2 separate regions of the Bos taurus genome follow, and region 2 is linked to region 1. The links are chromatin contacts, called in public Hi-C maps. All regions are on one chromosome and are shown on one strand. The core of a region is the stretch at or near the end of the contact, and the rest is flanking DNA. Distances in the headings are between cores, read along the strand shown.

Evidence for each region. A called contact is a pair of places that touch in the nucleus more often than the background predicts.
Region 2: a contact with region 1 is called in a Hi-C map of liver, with 1.7 times the contacts expected there. The contact joins two enhancer-like sites. A contact is called at or near these places in 2 of 11 Hi-C or Micro-C datasets (liver and skeletal muscle).

Annotation. Positions count from the first base shown.
Region 1 is chr11:88,692,908-88,696,118 of ARS-UCD2.0, forward strand. No RefSeq gene overlaps it. Among named protein-coding and RNA genes, the nearest start is that of ID2, 87 kb to the left of the region's middle. Within about 2 kb of position 1,509, at least 5 of the 102 cell types and tissues checked have an H3K27ac peak or open chromatin away from gene starts, as enhancers often do. A contact at or near this core is called in liver, where this site is marked.
Region 2 is chr11:88,732,182-88,735,392 of ARS-UCD2.0, forward strand. No RefSeq gene overlaps it. Among named protein-coding and RNA genes, the nearest start is that of ID2, 130 kb to the left of the region's middle. Within about 2 kb of position 1,505, at least 29 of the 102 cell types and tissues checked have an H3K27ac peak or open chromatin away from gene starts, as enhancers often do. A contact at or near this core is called in liver, where this site is marked.

The DNA of each region.
Region 1 (3,211 bases), core at 259-2,758:
ATATATAATGTATATATATATACACATTCTTTTTAATATTCTTTTCCATTATGGTTTATCACGGGATATTGAATAGAGTTTCCTGTGCTATACAGTAGGGTCTTGCGGTTTATCCATCCTATGTAAAGAGCTTACAACTGCTAACCTCAAACTCCCAATTCACCCCTCTCCCACTCCTCCTCCCCCTTGGCAACCACTGGTCTGTTCTCTGTGTCTGTGAGTCTGTTTCTGCTTCATAGATAAGTTCACTTGTGTCATATTTTAGATTCCACTTTTCAGTAGTTTAGTCACTAAGTTGTGTCTGACTCTGGCGTGTCCATAGACTGTAGCCTGCCAGGCTCCTTCCTCTGTCCATGGGAATCTCCAGGCAAGAAAACTGGACTGGGTCGCCATTTCTTTCTCCAAGGGATCTTCCCAACCCAGGAATGGAACTCAGGTCTCCTGCATTGCAGGCAGATTCTTTCCCGACTGAGCTACAAGGGAAGCTGTAGGAGCTCATTATTATAAGCTACTATAATAACCAGGCCATCCTAAAGGAAATCAGTCCTGGGTGTTCATTGGAAGGACTGATGTGGAAGCTGAAACTCCAATATTTTAGCCACCTGATGTGAAGAGCTGACTCGTTTGAAAAGACCCTGATGTTGGGAAAGATTGAAGGCAGGAGGAGAAAGGCACAACAGAGGATGAGATGGCTGGATGGCATCACTGACTCAATGGACATGAGTTTGGGTAAACTCTGAGAGCTGGTGATAGACAGAGAGGCCTGGCGTGCTGCGATTCATGGGGTCGCAAAGAGTTGGACACGACTGAGCGACTCAACTGAACTGAACTGATAATACATAGCAGCTCGAATTATAACATGTAGCAGCTCATATTATAAGTGGTATCGTATAATATTTGTCTCTCTCTGATTTACTTCACTTAATATGATAATCTCTAGGCCCATCCATGCTGCTGCAAATGGCATTACCTCATTCTTTTTTACTGCTGAGTAAAACTCCACTGTATATACGCACTACGTCTTCTCTTTTCATCAGCTGATGGACATCAAGGTTGTTTCCATGTCGCGATTATTGTGAACAGTGCTGCTATGAACATGGGGGTACATGTATCTTTTCGAATTATAATTTTGTCTGGCTATATGCCCAGGAGTGGGACTGCTGGATCCCAAGACAACTCTAGTTTTTTGAAGACCCTCCATACTGCTCTCTGCAGGGGCTGCAGCAGTCTGCACTCTCACCAACAGTGTAGAAGGGCTCCCCTCTTCTCTGCACCCTTTTCAGCATTTGTTATGACTTAATGATGGTCATTCCAGCTGGCCTGAAGAGGTACCTCATCGTAGCTTTGATCTGCATTTCTGTAATGATTAGTGATGTTGAACGTCTCTTCATAACATGCGGAGTTTTAGAGAGGAAAGTGAGGTTCCCCAGCCCCCACAGGGGTGAAAGGTCTACTCCTCAAGGAAGCCCTGCTGTGGGGGCAGGGAGAAGCAGAAGTTGGAGCGTTCACTTCCTCCCCTCAGCGCTCTCTCAGCAACTGCGGTCCTCTGGGCCCCGGACTCGCGGGTTCACCCCAGAGGAAAGCCAACAGCCTCTGAGGGTCACCCAGGCCCTCCACCTGGGTTGGGCTGGATGGCCGGGGTGGCTGTGGTGCTGTGGGCGACACGGGCCAGGCAGGCAGGCAGGCGGAGGGGGCCTTTCAACTCAAATCAGTCCTCTAGAATCACACCCGAAGCTCAAGGTTTGCTTTCAAACCTCATTTTTCTCACTGTAAAGCAAACGTGTGTCATCTTGGGTTTAGTTGCAAACTCATCCCAAACCTGGGGTTGATTTAAGCTTTTGGGCACGCTGTCCTGAGCTGGTCTGTGCCTTGCCTTGGTTTGGAACGATCCACTCTGGCTCCTGAGATGAGTCCTGACCCTGGACCACCCTTGCTGCCCAGTGGGGTTGGCCCTCGCCTGGGCCCTGCGCCGCCACACCCCACTTCTGTCTGGATGTGACTGGGCATGCTCATCCCCGCCCCCACCATACTGAGCTCAGGTTTGGTCCCCTCGGCCTCCGGTTGCCTCAGGCCCTCTCCTCCTTGAGTCCCTGCAACACTCATGTCCTGCAGTTGTTCTGGCAAACGAATCTACCAGAAGCCGCCCCCACCCACTCCATCTTTGTCCCATCACTAGATTTTCTGGCTGCTGGCTGATTCCTGCTTCTTGGACCTGGCCTGGTGACCTCTGTGACTTGTCCAGGTCCTGAGGGGTCAACTGGAAACCTAGCTTCAGGCAGGCAAAGCAGAGCTGGCCATCCACATGGGAGACAGTCCCCTCTCGCCCCTCCTCTCAACCTCTGAGAGCTGTCAGCCCCTTGCTTGGAGCCCGGCATCTTCTCCAGCTCTGCCCAGTAGCTGGGGTCCAGGCTGTCCTGCATCTGAGCGCAGAGCTGTGTTGAAGAAGGGACATAGCCTCAGGTATGGGAGGAGAAGACTCTAGAGGTGTCAAGAGTCTTATGCGTGGCTTTGGGGCTGAGGTCCACACCCAGCAGCCAGGAATCTGATCACTCACTGGGCACCCTCCCCAGGGCAACCTTTCCTCCTGTATCTGAGCAGGATAACTTCTCAAACCCCAGATTTTTAATTCTCATCTAGTAATGCCTGTGTCAGGTGACTCACAGCCAACTTAGAAGTGGTAAGTTCAGATATTTTGAAGTGGTTTGAATAATCATAAAAAGGGATCCTAAAACAAAATGAAAAAGGCCCCAGAAAACCCAAACTTCACAGATCCCCAAACCTAGCTGTGTTTCTTCTTCCTCAAGAAGGTGATGGTGCTTCAACGTGCGGAAAGGTGAGGAAAGTTGTCTAAGATTACACGGCAAACCTGTGGTGGAGCCAGGGTTTGAATAGGTCATTTGGGTCCAGAACTTGGGCTCTTATTCCCCAGTGAACCGGGTGTCCAGTGACAGTTCCTGATTACTGAGAACCCACAATGTGTCACACTTTCTTTCAGTCTTTATGTCAGGTCTGCAAGATATTATTGTCCCTGTTTTTGTTGTTCTGTCGCTCAGTCATCTCCGACTCTTTGCAACCCCACAACTGCAGCATGCCAGGCTTCCCTGTCCTTCATCATCTCCCAGAATTTGCTCAAACTCACATACATTGAATCAGTAATGCCATCCACCCTGTTTTACAACTGAGGAAACCAAGACTCCGGGAAGTTGGGTGA
Region 2 (3,211 bases), core at 255-2,754, 39 kb after region 1:
TCTGGGCCTTGCCTCTGTGGCTGTGCCCCAGGGCTCCGTGTCCCAACCTGCAGCGCCCACCCCCACGTGACCCGTGAGCTCGTACATTTCCCCATTCAGCTGATGGTGAGTGCTGAGCTATTTTAAGCCCACATGGAAGTATTTTTTTTTTTTCCTAAGGACCATCTGCTACCGGCCCCAGCCCAGATGATACAGTTAGAATCTACCCACAGCATCCTCTCCCGCCTTCAGACAGTTCCAGGAACAAGGGTGAGTCAGTCGCCCAGCTGAACTTCGTCTCGCTAGAGACGGGGAGACGGGCCCGAATCGGGGCCAGCAGAGGGGGCCGCTCTCACCCCTGGGGCAGGTGCCCTGGGCTGCTCCTCAGAGCCAGGAAGGCGACCCCCGCCCCTTGCAGCGTGCCACCCACAGGAGAGGCAGACAGAGGCCTGGGAATGCCCACGTTGGCTCTTCTCAACCCAGCCTCTCTTTCCCTGGGAGTCGGATACCCGGTTCAGGAGTTCAAGTGCAGAGCTAGAGCTTGTCCAAAAATATCCCCGAGGAGCCAGTGGCCAGAGCGTCACCCTGCTCTGGCTGTCTGTGGATGGACCCCTGGGTCTGCTTTGGGGTGCAAAGATGTTTGGTCCCCTCTCACTGGGCCTCTTGGCCTGGCGTCCCCCCCGGGCTGTGGGAGGATGTTACTGGACGCTAACTGCAGGCCCCCACTCTCAGGTCTGCTAGCCTCCCCGTCTCTCTCTTCCACACTTCCAGCACCTACAGGCTCTCCCTGTGAGTGGAGGATATTGAACGTGGTGCCCAGCATGGAGACTGAAGTCAGACCTTGAATTAGGGCTCTGTCCTTCATAAGCTCACGACCCAGCGCAAGGTGGGCTAATTCCTCGAGCCTCAGTTTACCCATCTGTAAGATGGGGGTGTGATCCGACCCATCTCCTAGGATGTCTGTGAGCATTAAGCTGGATAATGTATGGAAAGATCTGTGTGCTGCCTGGCCATTGATCCCTCTGTCATGATGTATTTGAGAGGGTCTGTCCCCTGAATTGGCCGAGAAGCTTTGAGAGTGTTTGCAAGTGTTGAGTCTGCACACTGTATGCAGAGCGGTGCTTCTTTGCTTCTTGTGCTCAGTGGGGCCCTTTACTCCCGGGAGTGGGTTGTTTTGCAGGAGGGACCCTGGATAAGAAATGCGCGTGGGCCTTCGCAGCCTTGACTTTGACAGGGTAGCCCAAGGCCGGCTGTTATTTCATCACTGACCCTGCCAGCCAGGACCGTTGCCCTTGCTGCTGCTGAAGGCAGAGCCTGGAACTCCCAGTCAGGGGTTTTTCTCTGCTTCCTCCTCCTTCCTGGCCACTTCTTCCCCTCCCTCCGGGGCCGCGGGCCCTCCCGGTCTGGCCGCCCGTGCGCCTCCCGTGGTCGTGACCCCACAGCTGTGTCCCACAGTGTTATCGGGGGCCCGCAGTCCTCCGTGGCCCCCGGGGTGCCCCGTGAGCAGGCGTGGGGCTGTGGCCTGACGGCTCGACTTCCTGTCGCAGGGTCTCTCTGCTGTGGCTCTGTGGAGCCCTACAGTTTATCTGTGGTCAGTGCTCGCACCCATTTCCTGCCAGCTGCTACTGGTTTTTCAGTCAGCTCTGCCAGCTCCGGGAACTGGGGAAGGACCGGGCTGCGTGATTCACTGGCCCCGGGCCTGTGGGGATGCTGCCCTGGTGCCAGTGGACATCTCCCTGGCTCGCGGAGGGACAGCACCTGCGCTGTCCCCGTGGGCTGTTCCTGCGAGTGAGAAGCAGAGAAACACCCGCACATTCATCGCCAACCGGAAGCTGAGGCTGTGTGTGTGCGTGTGTACGTGTGTGGGGCCCGGCATGTGTGTGCGTGCGTGTGATCTACGGGAATTTTTTCTGAGTGCACCCGTGCCGAAGGATGGGGTGTCATGTTCAGAGGAGTCAGAACGTAACTCTAAGCTGGGTGCTGGCGCCCTGGCGGGGAGCCCCGGGCGCCCTCTGAGGTACAGCCAGGTGAGCTTGTAGTGCCCGGATGAGGACAGAGTAGTCACATTTGAAATTGTATTTCCTGGCATTTCAGAAAGTGCAGAGAAAAATCCCCCACCGTAGCAAATGACTCCTTCAAGTAGGAAACTGAGAATGTGCTCACTCATTTTTTTTTTTCAGGCTGTGATCAGAGGGTTTTCTTTCATTAATTTTCATTGGAGTATAGTTGCTTTACAATGTTGGGTCAGTTTCTTCCGTACAGCAAAGTGAATCAGCTATATGTGTCCATCTATCCACTCTTTTTAAGATTCTTTTCCCATATAGTTCATTACAGAGTATTGAGAAGGGTTCCTGATGCGAGAAGGGGGACACAGAGGATGAGTTGGTTGGATGGAATCATCAACTCAATGGATACGAGTTTGAGCAATCTCCGGGAGACGGTGAAGGACAGGGAAGCCTGGCATGCTGCAGTCCATGGAGTCACCAGGAGTCGGACACAACCGAGCGACTGAACAACAGCAAGGTCCTCATTAGTTATCTATTTTATACACAGTGGTGTGTGTACGTCAGTCCCAATCTCCCAAGTGATCTCACTTCCCCGTTCCCCTCTTGGTAACCACAAGTTTGAGCCAGAGTTTTGAAGTTGTCCAAAACGTTGGTGAGCCTCATGTTAAGTATTTTTAATTGGCTAGATGGTCACTTCTCAAGCACGGTGAGGCCAGGGTGGCCAGCGGCAGTATACCTGGGAGACTGTCTGAATGTAAAACCTCCAGCCTGGGACTTCCTGGAGGTCCAGTGGTTAAAATTGGGTGAGGGCAGGGGTGAGGATTCATTCCCTGGGTGGGGAACTAAGATCCCACATGCCTCATGGCCCCAAAACCAAAACACAAAACAGAAACAAAACCTCCAGCCAGACTGGCCTGCTGAGCCCACCCTCTGAGTGTTGGTCTCAACTTTACCTGCGTCTGTAGGTCATCTTTCTCACCGTCAAGCCTGGGGAGATGCAGAGCCCATTGGTAGATGCTATTAATTTTCTTGATAGACAGAGTTGTCAAGAGTGAAAACAATGCTCTAGTGCAGAATTAAATTATTCACTCCACAATCAGACAGTAAAGGATCTGCCTGCAATGTGGGAGACCTCAGTTCGATCCCTGGGTTGGGAAGATCTCCTGGAAAAGGGAATGGCAACCCACTCCAGTATTCTTGCCTGGAGAATTCCACGGAGAGGAGTC